Regions from separate parts of the Gossypium hirsutum genome. Here region 2 is linked to region 1. A link is a contact called in public Hi-C data. All regions are on one chromosome and are shown on one strand. Each heading gives the region's core, a stretch centred on a gene start, on an enhancer-like site or on the middle of the called end of the contact. The rest is flanking DNA. Distances are from core to core; before and after follow the strand shown. Region 1 holds the start of LOC107951689 (probable glucan 1,3-beta-glucosidase A). Region 2 holds the start of LOC107951682 (a long non-coding RNA gene).

Evidence for each region. Hi-C and Micro-C count contacts between places; a contact is called where the count stands out from the background.
Region 2: a Hi-C map of leaf shows a contact between it and region 1, with 4 times the contacts expected there. The contact joins the enhancer-like site here to the promoter of LOC107951689 in region 1. A contact is called at or near these places in 2 of 34 Hi-C or Micro-C datasets (both in leaf).

The regions. Positions count from the first base shown.
Region 1 is chrA02:98,800,865-98,807,235 of Gossypium_hirsutum_v2.1, forward strand. LOC107951689 (probable glucan 1,3-beta-glucosidase A) reads left to right here and starts at 4,092. Exons shown (of 8, transcript XM_016886811.2): 1 at 4,092-4,540; 2 at 4,632-4,751; 3 at 4,835-5,020; 4 at 5,107-5,262; 5 at 5,348-5,517; 6 at 5,613-5,762; 7 at 5,863-6,212; 8 at 6,298-6,371. The coding sequence starts at 4,361.
Region 2 is chrA02:98,955,408-98,961,778 of Gossypium_hirsutum_v2.1, forward strand. It overlaps LOC107951682 (a long non-coding RNA gene), which reads right to left and starts at 5,312. Exons shown (of 3, transcript XR_005905227.1): 1 at 4,402-5,312; 2 at 3,969-4,324. Within about 2 kb of position 2,389, at least 5 of the 9 cell types and tissues checked have an H3K27ac peak or open chromatin away from gene starts, as enhancers often do. A contact at or near this core is called in leaf, where this site is marked.

The DNA of each region.
Region 1 (6,371 bases), core at 2,842-5,341:
TTTGCATTCTATGCAATTTGGTCCTTTTTATCAAATTAAACATGTAATCGGTAAAAATTTCCTAACGAAATTTTTATACGATATCTCGATCATAATGTAGACCATGAAATAATATTAAAATAAATTTTCTTTATGATTCGGATTTGTGGACTTGAAACCACTGTTCCGATTTCACTGAAAACGGGCTGTTACATATTATCTGAGTGGCTTACTCCACATACATGGTGTGTAGGGTTGGATGGGCCTTTCGAGGTCCTATGTGGTGTTTCTGGTTGGATGAGCTTAAACAACTCTATTGGGGTGTGATCGGGGGATGGAGAGGTGTTTTGGCTAGATGGGTGGGTTTTCACTACTTAACTGCATTCATAAGCATCTGATTAAGTGATTGGGTGTAAGTTTATTTGTCTGCATTCTGTTTGAGTGACTTATCATTTGTGATTGTTCTTGCATGTAATGAGGTTCTGTATAAGTGCTTTGCTTGAGTACGTTCGTTTGGGACTTTGGCTTCGTGTATAGCATCTGCTTCTGTATATCTCTATAAGTATGTTTCACTGTTGTACTGCTATCTGGAATTCCAGTCTGTAATTTTGTTGATAGTCATGTCTCGAACTCACACTAAGCTCGTGTAGCTCATCCCCTTAGTGTTTCCCCTTACAAGTACATTTTCCAAATTCTGATGCTGGACTCGGTATGCAGAGGTCTCGAAAAGTGACGGTTAAAAACAAGCTTTAATAGTATTTTAATAATTTCTGAGTTTATAATTAAACAACTTGAATTGCAAGTATTTTTTTAAAAACTGTGGTATGAATTTTTGTATTAAATACACGTAAGTGCTATTTGGATTGAGGTTTTTGTAATTCTGGATTTTATGTCTGAAAGTATTTACGAAACTTAAATACTGTAATATTTTTCAATTTGTTAAACTAAAATTTCTCACGATCACTTCAGATATCAATGTGACCTCTGAAATTTGGTCTAAACTCCTAGGTCGGGTATTAGGGTGTCACAAGCAATCCCTTCTAACCCTCTTAATTGAAAACATCCTTAGTATTATGACCATAGAGTTGGCACGATTCATCGTGTCCAATTCCCCTTCAAACCCATTCGGAGTTGGTTAAAAATCTTTGATATAGGATTAACCAGATGAATTGATTAGAATTTTATTATTAAATCAATAGAATAGAAGGATTAAATCTTGCGATTAAAACTAAAATTACTTGCAAAATTATAATTAGATTTTTTTTGCTTTACTAAATTAAAGCAAGGAAAACATTGTAATGAGGGGTGGGCAAATGGAAGGAAACAATTGGGCAAATAGAGTTTGGTGAAAAGACACTTTTGTTTTGTGTAACAAGAGATTAGATGATTTACACCTGTCAAATGGCCCGGTCGAAAAGTGAGAAAGTTTAGGTAAAATTATAGGCTCGAAAAATGGGATTGGGTAAAAAATAAAGCCCGTTTAGAAAACAGGCCGAACCTCGAGTAAGATTTTTTTTCTTAAGCCCGACCCGAATATGAAAAAAAAAATTGCTATTTTGTTTAGTGCTTTCTTGCTATTTTTTTTTATTTTTTGCTATTTTGCTACCATTTCATTATTATTTTGTTGCTATTTTATTGTTATTGTTTGTATATTGTATAACTCTTATTTTATTGTTAATTTTATTACTATTTTAGAAGCATTTACCTGTTAAGTTGCACCTATCTTAATGTTATTTTTAATTTATTGAGAAACATTTATTTTAATGTTTTTAGTATTTTTGATGTATTATATATTTTTAAAAAAATTAATACGATCAAGCCAAGCCGAGTCAAACTCAAATTTTACCATTTTTTATCCAAACCAATCTTGGGCAAAGTTTTAAGCCCATAACAAACGAAACTAAAATTTTAAGTCAACCTAACCTAAATCCAGTCTATAGACACTTAGATAATTGCAATCATTTTTCCTTCATTTAATGACTTCTCCATTCAATATCTTGCCTAATTCGCCTTTGTCTAAACAAGTTAAACAATTAAACTGATTAATTCCAAATGTTTAGGTCCATTCAATTCAAAGTCCCTTTGCATATAAATTTATTTTTCATCAAAATTAGTCACAGAATATAAATAAGTTTTTTTTTATAAAAAAAATAATTAGGGAGTAATTCTTTTACGTAAATGAATAAAAGAAAAAATTAACAAAACCTAAAGCACAAAGCACTTAGATGGTTAGGGACAAGGTTTAGGGAGTTAGGATTGAACACTTAACCCAAGGCTGGTGAGTCATCATGCACATGGTTGGGGACATTGGGCTCTCAATTAGTGGTCATACAGATTTGGTCTAGAAAATAGTGGTCCCAAAATATTGAATGTGATGATAAAATATGTATTTTAAAGGAAATATATAAATTTAAATTTTAAAAATGATATTATTAAGGAGATAACTATAAATATTAAATATAAATTGTAAAATGAATATGAGAAATATTTAGAAAGATGAAGATAATAATTTTTTTTTAAAAATAGAGAGGGTAATTAAAATGTTGAAGAGTTTTGTATGTTTTAATTATATTTTCTTTTAAATTTTAAAAGACTTTAAACAAATATTTCAAAATTTTTATAAAACTTAGAAAATAATTGTTGGAATTTTTTGTGAGGGCTAAGATTGCTTTTTGACTCATGTTACGATCCGCCGGTTAAGAGAGGAAACTTAGCGGCTGGTGATCTTCAACGTTTGCGTCGATTTCAAAGAGTTACGATTTGAAGCTTTTTGCATCCTATTGATTTTGGTAAACTAAACATCACCAATTATGGATTCTTTTTCTACTTAATTATAAAAATTATAAAATGGTTATTTAATTATAATTTATTTTTTCTTTTTTATCACATAATTATGAAAAATTATAAAATGAGTATCTAACTATTAATTATTTTTTTGGTCATGAAAATACTCAAAAATCTAATATAGTTGGGTGACCACAAAATACAAAATTGAATAATCGAATGAAGTATAAGAACTAAATTATGTCAAATTAAATTATAAATACTAAATCTTAAATTGAAGCATAGCAGAGGGATCATAATTGTATTTTACCTATATTCTATGTATAAATGGCATTCCTTATTTGACACACGTCCATCACTTTCTTTTACATTATTAACACAATGGTTAAATTTTAATTCTGACCCCTCTATTTTTTAGACATGTAAAAGTAATTCAATTTCAATTTCAATTATTATGCTACACTCAAATTTGAAATTTGATCTTTATATTTTAATTTTTTGACATAATTTAGTACTTCAACGTTTATAATGCCATTAGTTATTCTAAATACTTTACTTTGATTACAATACTGACTTGAATTTTAAGAGTTGTTAACACTATTAAAATTCTTTATTAAATTGAGATCCATTACAATGTCATTCTTTTTTTTGTCACATAGTTATGTAATGAGTTTTTTTTTTTAAATTTAAAATATCATGTCAACAAATTTAACAAAAGAATTTTAATGGTGTTAACAACTAAATGAAAACTGAATTCCAAATATATAGAGTACAGAAACTTGGCCAACACGAAATGTTACATATTAGAATAAAATATGTCGTAACTCCTTGCATTCTTCGTAAATTTAAATCATAGTCTCTATACTTTTATTTTAATAATTTAGTATTACTTTTTAAATTTTAAAATTCAGATCCAACGGTTAACACAGTTAAAACTAATTTGCTACATTTAGGCTTATTATAATATCAATTCTTTTAGTTACATGACTACTAAGTAAGTATTTTTTTACCTTAAAATATCACATCAACAAATATAACAAAAAAAAGTAACAATATTAACACTTGAAGCTAAAGACTAAATTCTGAAAATAAAAGTATAAGGACTAATTCTAAATTTATGAAAAGTAGATAGACTTATTAGACATTTTAACCTTGATGAGCGGTTGATAAGACACGAATCTTTCGAACAAAAGAAAAAAGACGAGACACGAATCTGATACCATTCCATTTACATCAAAAGTGATTAAAAAGTGTGAAAGGATGGACTTTGACGCCTTAACCATTTCCACTAAATAAATAAAAAGGAAAGTTCGATTCTTCTATGCTGTAGGGGCAACTAAAGTTTGCCTTAACCCCTTCATGCTTGACAAATATCACATTTCCATTCCATAATTTGCTTAAACATCTCCAAATCTCAATAGTAAAAAACCCATGTGAAATTGCTATAAGATGATAAGGACTAAAAGGCAAAAGCAAATTAGTCTGTGTGAACACATTTAATGTCATTATTATGAGAATGTTGCTTTTCCAGATAATGGATTTACTTGTATAATTTGCAGCTGTCATACAATTTCAGAACAGAGAGGGAAGGCTAAACATGGTTTACTTACCTTTTCTCTTGATTTTCAACTTGATTTCATATTTTCCCTCTTCTTCACATGCACAAAATGCAGACCTTATTCTGCCATTGAAGGCTGTAAACCTTGGTAACTGGCTTGTTACTGAAGGATGGATGAAACCTTCTCGTTTTGATGGCATCATTAACAAAGATCTTTTGGTATATACATAGCTTTCCCTTTTCTTTAGCTATGGTTTCACTCATTTAATCATGAATTTCCAATTTTTTTTTGTGTATTTATTTGGTATAGGATGGAACCCAAGTTCAGTTTCGTTCAACAAAGCTAAACAAGTATTTGTGTGCTGAAAATGGCGGTGGAACCGTCGTTGTAGCCAACCGTCCCTCACCTTCTGGTTGGGAAACCTTCAGGGTTTGTTCTTTCATCAGCTTTTTTGTTTAAACTACAACATAATACTTGAAGTCTTTCCAATTTTTTTGCTTGGTTGGATGCAGTTATGGAGGGTGAGTGAATCATGCTTTAACTTGAGAGTGTTCAACAAGCAGTTTGTGGGATTAGGAAATCAAGGTGTACAAGCAGTTTCAGATACACCTACTGATACAGAAACGTTTGAGATTGTAAGGAAAGATGATGATCGTAACCGAGTTCGATTCAAAGCATCAAATGGTTTGTTCCTACAGGTACTTTTGTTGCACTCACTACAATTTGCAATGACTTTCATAGTAATGATTTTCCATTTTTAAGGAACAAAACTTTTCATAATTAGGCACAATCGGAGACACTGGTAACTGCAGATTATGCAGAGTCTAGTTGGGATGATAGCGATCCATCTGTGTTCATAATGACAATCGTAAACACCATACAAGGTGAATTTCAAATCACTAATGGTTATGGCCCTGATAAAGCCCCTCAAGTCATGCAGGTAAGGGCTCTTTTTTTACTCTTTAAACAAGCAAGTTATAGCAATAGTATCCGAATTGACTTTGTACGAAACCATGGTTATTTAGGATCATTGGAATTCTTACATCACTGAGGAAGATTTCAATTTCATGTCTGCAAATGGACTGAGTGCCGTGAGGATACCTGTAGGGTGGTGGATAGCGCAGGATCCAACTCCCCCTAAGCCTTTTGTTGGAGGCTCTTCAATAGCCCTCGACAATGCTTTCACATGGGCAGAGTAAGTAAAGGAAATCTTCTAGGATGAAGACAAAACAAGACTTATTTAATTTAAAGTTCTAAACATCTTCTGGTTCATGTGTGAAATTGATGCAGGAAATATGGGATGGAGGTAATTATTGATTTGCACGCAGTCAAAGCCTCACAGAACGGTGACGAACACAGCGGAGCAAGAGATGGTTTTCTAGAATGGGGCGATTCCAACATTGACGAGACTGTGGCGGTAATAGAGTTTCTTGCAGCAAGGTTAAAGATGACACTAACCATTTCTATGTCATGCCATGTTCTATTGTATCCTTTTCCTTCTTTCAATTGAATTTAAAGGTTCAATATAATTGTTCGACAGATATGGTGTAAGACCAAATTTGGCTGCGATTGCATTAATGAATGAGCCTAGAGCACCGGGTGTAACATTAGATGCACTTACAAAGTATTACAAAGCTGGATACGATGCCATAAGGAAGTACACAAATGCGTATGTGATCCTATCAGCTCGTTTAGGACCAGCTGATCCAAAGGAGCTCTTCTCATTGGCCAGTACTATGAATCGAGTAGCCATCGATGTGCATTACTACAACCTCTTTTCAGACTCCTTTACTGGCATGACTGTCCAACAAAACATCGATTTTGTCAACAATCAACGAGCCTCCGATCTTGGCAGCTTGACCTCGGCTAACGGTCCCCTGGTTTTAGTTGGTAATTTAAGTTTTGGAACAGGTTTAGTTTTAGCTGTATGCAAATGTAGTAGGAATGAATTTCAAAGTGGTGTTTTTTTTTGCAGGGGAATGGACTGCAGAATTTGCTCGAAACGATGCATCAATGGAAGATTACCAGAGATTTGCTAAAGCACAGCTA
Region 2 (6,371 bases), core at 1,139-3,638, 150 kb after region 1:
TTAGGTAGATCCAACCACAAAAAGAGGAGTAGAAGATTTTAGGCTTGTGGGGTGTTTTTTAACTGCCAGTATTATCCACTTCCCAGTTATGAAAAATACTATGGCTAATCTGTGTCATCCTGTTTGTGGGGTTCAAGTTAGAGATTTAAGAGAAAAAAGGTATCTCTTTCAATTTTTTCATGGTATGGATATGGAGAGGATTTTGAAAGGTTCTCCTTGGACTTTCAATAATCACTTGTTGATACTTTATAAATTGAAAAGGGAGGAAGATCCATTAAGAGTACCTTTAATTATTTCCCCTTTTTGGGTCCAAATTCATGACGTCCCAGTAAGGTATTTTTTTTTTTGAAAATTTAGCAATGCAATTAGGAAACTTTGTTGGAACTTTCTTGGAGTATGATGGTTCAAATCTTGGGAAGGAAAATCAAAACTACATGAGAGTAAGGGTATAGATTGACATTAGGAGGCCTCTAAAACGAAGGAAGAAGGTTATGTGGTGTAGGAGATGCTCGTTTGTTAAATTTCAGTATGAACGTTTATCACTTTTTTGTTTCTACTGTGACCAACTGGGGCATAATGATTCATTCTGTGAGGAAAGAATGATGTTAGGGGTTGATTCTGGGGATTTGGATTGGGATTTATCTTTGCGAGCACAATCCCGAAGAACCGTATCTATGAATAGCATATGGCTTCGGAATGAAGGGAAAGAAAAACGAGAAGGAATTTAAGAGGATAATCGATCTTTGGGGTTTGATTTTTGGAATGGAGATACTAAGGGAAGATGTGGTAAATCTATTGATCCAATTCTGGGATTCAATATTGAAGGAGGAACATCACCTTTAGCTCACAGACAAGAGAGTTCTTGGGCTGATCAGATGCAAACGGCCATGGAATATGATTTAGAAGATGGTATTTTAACAGAAGAGGAGGGGAAAAAGCAAACAAGAAGGAAAATGAGTGATCTAACGGGGAAAGAGGAGACTGGGGCAATGTAATGACAATGAGTAAGCGTACGGTGGATTTTAATATTTTATCATCGGAGTTTGCCTAGAGGCAAGCCGACCAAACGCAATGAAAATCTTAAGCTGGAATGTTCGTGGTTTGGGGAGACCACGGACGATTAAAAGACTTCGACATTCGCTGAAGATATATAATCCCCAAATAGTCCTCTTTATAGAGACAAAGCTTAGTAGACGACAGATGGAGTGAGTTCATAGAAGTGGTGGTTTTGTGAATGGTATTAAAGTTGACTCAGATGGTACACGAAGAGGTTTGTGTTTAACATTGAGGCTGAATATAAATATAACACTCCGTACTTTTTCCAAGAGGCATATTGATGTGATTGTTACGGACAAGGAATACAGGACTAATTAAAGATTTACGAGATTCTATGGATCCCTTTATGCGTCCGATAGGGCTGATTTATGGGCTGTTCTGAAAAGGTTGGCATTTGACAGGAATATTCCTTGGTTAGTTTGTGAAGATTTCAATGAGATTATGTATGGTTTTGAGAAAAAAGGAGGATTGCCTAGAGATGAAAGACGAATAAAACTCTTCCGAAGAACACTGGAAAAATGTCATCTAAACGATGTGGGTTTTTGTGGGAATTGGTTCACTTGGGAGAGAGGTACCACAGACGAACATTCGAGAACGGTTAGACAGAGGGGTTGCCAACACAGAATGGATTGTTATGTTCCTGAAGGTGAAAATCCAACATTTAGTGCACACTTTTTCTGATCATTATCCCCTTCTCATTAATACAAGAATGAATGAAGATCGCTTGAAGAATAAGGGTTTCAAATTTGAGGCCTGGTGGTCTTTGGAGGAATCTTTTATTAATGAAGTCAAATGTTTGTGGAAGGAGTCTTCAGGGGTCTTGTTGTAGAAGCTGGAAAATTTAAAAACAAGCTTGAAACAATGGGCGGGGAAAATTCATATGAATAGGATAAAGAAAAAACAAATCCTTATGGGAAAATTAGCAAAACAGTCTAAAGCAGAGAGAGATGATGAGAATTTAGCCTAGCTGATTGATACGAAAATTAATTTAAACTTGAATATTGATAAAGATGAATGTTATTGGGAACAGAGGGCTCGACTTAATTAGCTGAAATTTGGAGATAAAAATACAGCGTTTTTTCATAGTCATGCATCACAACGGCGAAAGATGAACCTTATTCGTAGATTACAAAATGAAGATGGAAGCGAAATGGTAGAATTGCAAGAAATAGAGGGTAGTGCTAGATCTTATTTTCAAAGTTTATTTTCAGCAGGAGGTAGAGGTAGTTACGACTATTTGTTATCTGGGATTGAGCATTGTATATTCGATGAAGATAATCAAAAGCTTACTGCAAAATATACCAGGGAGGAGAGTACAACAGCAGTTTTTAAAATGGGACCCACAAAGGCACCGGGGGAGGACGACTTTTCACCTTTTTTTTATCCAGAACATTGGCATATCGTTGGAGAAGATACCATTTCTTTTTGTCTTCAAATTCTTAATGGGAATATGGAGATTAGTGCTGTGAACTATACTAATATAGTACTTGTTCCGAAAGTCACCAGCCCCTCAAATATCACACAATTTTGACCAATCAGTTTGTGTAATGTGCTCTATAAAATTCTGGCTACGATTTTAACTAATCGTTTACGAGGTGCCATTGGTTAATGTATTGATGAAGCACAACGTGCTTTTGTGCCAGGATGATTAATATCAGACAACGTGCTATTGGCATATGAAGTATTGCGTAAGTTAAACACGAAGGGATCGGGGAAGACAGGGTATATGACAGTTAAACTAGACATGAGCATAACATAGGATAGAGTTGAATGAGCTTTTATAACAGAAGTCATACTACAAATGGGGTTTGATATGAAGTGGGTAGATGCCCTTATGAAATGTGTTTCAAAGATCTCTTATTCAGTAGTTATAAATGGGCATATTAGGGAAAAAATTTTCCCAACCAGAGGACTTAGACAAGGTGATCCGTTAAACCCGTTTTTATTCCTCTTATGTGGGGAGGGTCTGTCGAGCCTATTGAGGCTAGCAATGAATAGCAGGCTCTTTAAAGGTGTTAAGGTTAGTAGAAGCGAGCCACAGGTATCACATCTTTTGTTTGCTGATGATTGTATTTTATTTGGGGAGGCCATAAGTAGGGTTGCTACGTTATTCAAAGACATTTTGTGGGAGTATAAATTTTGTTCAAGTCAGTGTGTTAATTGTTAATTTTGACAAATCAAGTCTTTTTCAGTAAGAATACCTCGGAAGATGATAGGAGCTTGGTTCTTAATTTGCTAGGGGTCCGCAGTTCGAACGAACTAGAGCATTACCTGGGGTTGCTGAGTACGGTGGGCAGTAGGAAAAAGGCATCCTTTCAAAACTTGAAGGACCGACTCCGAAAACGTACTGATAATTGGAGCAATCGGCTTTTATCTCAAGGGGTGAAGGAAGTATTTGTGAAGGCCATTTTACAGGCGATACCAATTTACACGATGACCTGTTTTTTATTGCCTAAGGCCCTATGTGATGAATTCAAAAGTAAGTATTGTCGCACGATTCTGGTGGCAGAAGGGCCACAGAAAAAGGGGTATTCATTGGTGCACTTGGAAAAACCTTTGTGATTTAAAAGAAAATGGTGGTTTAGGTTTTAGAAATTTTGGTATCCAAATTCTTTGTTAGCAAGAGTTTTAAAAGCTAAATACTATCCGAATTCAAATTTTTTAAGTGTAGAGTTGGGCAATTTACCTTCACTCACCTGGAAGAGTATTTGGACAGCAAGGGGACTACTCCTAAAAGGGCTGGGTTGGAGAGTGGGCAGAGGAGATAAGATCTCTATATGGGAAGATAGCTGGATTCTAGGGATTGACACAATCAATGAACATATCAGACAGATCAAAGGAGATTTAGAATTAGTTTCGGAGCTTATTGACAGTGCAAATAGGAAGTGGAGAACAGATTTAATTAACCGTACCTTTTAAGAGGAAGCTGCTCAGAAGATTTTGCAGATCCCTATCGCAGAGACCGATCATGAAGACACGTAAGTTTGGCAAGGAGAGTTATCGGGTGAATTCACGGTACGCAGTGCGTATAATGCTAGCCTGGGTTCTAGGAATTATTTATTACAGACCGAAATGAAAGACTTTTACAGAAAGTTATGGAGCCTACAATTACCCCCTAAAATTACAATCACTATTTGGAGAATCTCCAGGGATTTTATCCCGAATTTTGCTAATCTCCAGTACAAAAGAGTAATTTCAAATGATGGATGCCCCCGAGGTTGTTCCTGGGTAGAAGATAGCCCCCATTTCTTCCGTGACTGTCCTGCAACTATAGCATGTATGGGGATTAATACATTTACAGTGGGTGGTTAATAATATGAATCAAAGTATGTGGGAGTGGCTAACCGGGGTTTTTAAGAGAGGAAACGACATCCAATGTAGACTTTTTTGTTATACTTTATGGCTAATATGGTTCTCCAGGAATCAGTTCGTGCATGAAAGGAAAAACACAACCAATAGAGAGTTAGCGCAAAGCATACAGAGGTCTCTGGCAGAACATGAAGTGGTCAGAAAAATGAAAAGACCTGTAAATATGAACAGACCTTTTAGAGTCTAAGAAGACATGCCGAGAACGACAATCTATTTTGATGGAGCATTTGATAGTAGTAGCTTCACATCTGCGACGGGTCTGGTGGTTCGCGATATGACGGGGAATCTCATGGCCTTAAAGTCCATCATTCACAACAATATTTCCTCCTCATTTGCAGCAGAAGCACATGCATGTTTAGAGGGTATAAAATTAGGGATTTCACTAGGTTTACAATCGGCAACAATCATGGGAGACTCTAAAACAATTATTAAGAAATCCCAAACGACTTCACCGGATAAATCAGTGATTGGAGCCATTATCAATGACATCCAGAACAGAAAAAGGTGTTTTCAAGAGATTATTTTTCAGCATATTCACAGATCGGGGAACTCATAAGCACATAGAATAGCAAAAACTGCGCTTGTTGGAAGGGAGTCCACTTACCCGATGGGAGAAGATTTGAATCGGCACGAGTTTGCTTCTGAGAGGCACTGGCAAAGGAACCCAGACTGAAAGAGTTTTTGAGGGAAATAGATTATCAAAGGATGGTAGCAGGTATAGATTATTTTGGTTTTTGGAAACTGCTACTGATAAGAACGGATGGGATTTTGAAACGACAACTCAAGAATTTAGTGGTATCCAGCAGTTCTTACATTGACTGGGGTAGATATTTTTTAGGTTTCCTCTTTTTGGTTTGTTTTTTATTAATTTATGGTTTGTCCATTTAGTCATGTTTCATTTGCTGGTTAGAAGACATTATTATCATGCCAGATAATGAGGCCGGCTTTTTGGTCTTCTTTAGTTTAGTGTTGTAATGGGCTTGGGTCTAAGGATCTGTTGGGTCTCAAGTTCTTTTCCTTTTCATTCTAATAAAATCCCCGGTCACTTAATATCAAAAAAAATAATAATAATAACATTGATTTAAAATTCGATCTCAAAACCATATTTTATTATTACTATAAAAGATTTGCAATATATTGAGAAGATTTAATTAACAGCCATCTATCAAAGCCTTTTAGTAATCATTGAAGTGTAGGCGCACAAGAAGCTTACAAATGAAAAAATATATATTAATATTTTAAAAAAATTGTCCTTAGAAGAGGTTATGAAATTAATATGAAAAAAGTAAAAAAAAAAATAAGCATGCTAAACTTTCTGCTGCTGGCATCGTCACTGTATTCATTTGAAATGATAACCCTGATAAATATTTTCCGACATAAATTATAAATTTTTTAGGTATAAAATTTAATTTATTCATCGTATTAATAGGTTTAATTAGATGTTATTTAAATCAGATTAAAGTTCAGTATTTAAAGTATTGTATTTAATGGTGAAGTTAGGATTGGTAAGGGCATAACTTTAAAATAAAAAAATTTTCATTTAAATCTCTTTATAATCTATAAAATTTTAAATTAGTAATGATAAAATTATACTTTAACCCTCAAAATAATAAAAATTTGATTTAATCTCTTAAAAATTATAAATATATACAATTTAATTTTCACCCAAAAATAATTTTCCACCCTGTCTGCATCCCTAATCATATATGCATGAGAACACAAATACATGTTCCTTGGTAATGCTAGTTCAATAGGGTATTGTTGCGTTAGATTTTGTGAATCAATGGGCAAACAATTGACATTATATAGCCAGGCCCATTATTTTCTTTTAAATGAAATTAGCTTGCGCCATCTTTAGCCTTGAAAAATCATTAGCCCATCAGTGTTTCCGGTTGTTGTGTGTGTTTTGGAGACAAAATCCAGCAGCTCTAGCTTCATGTATTACA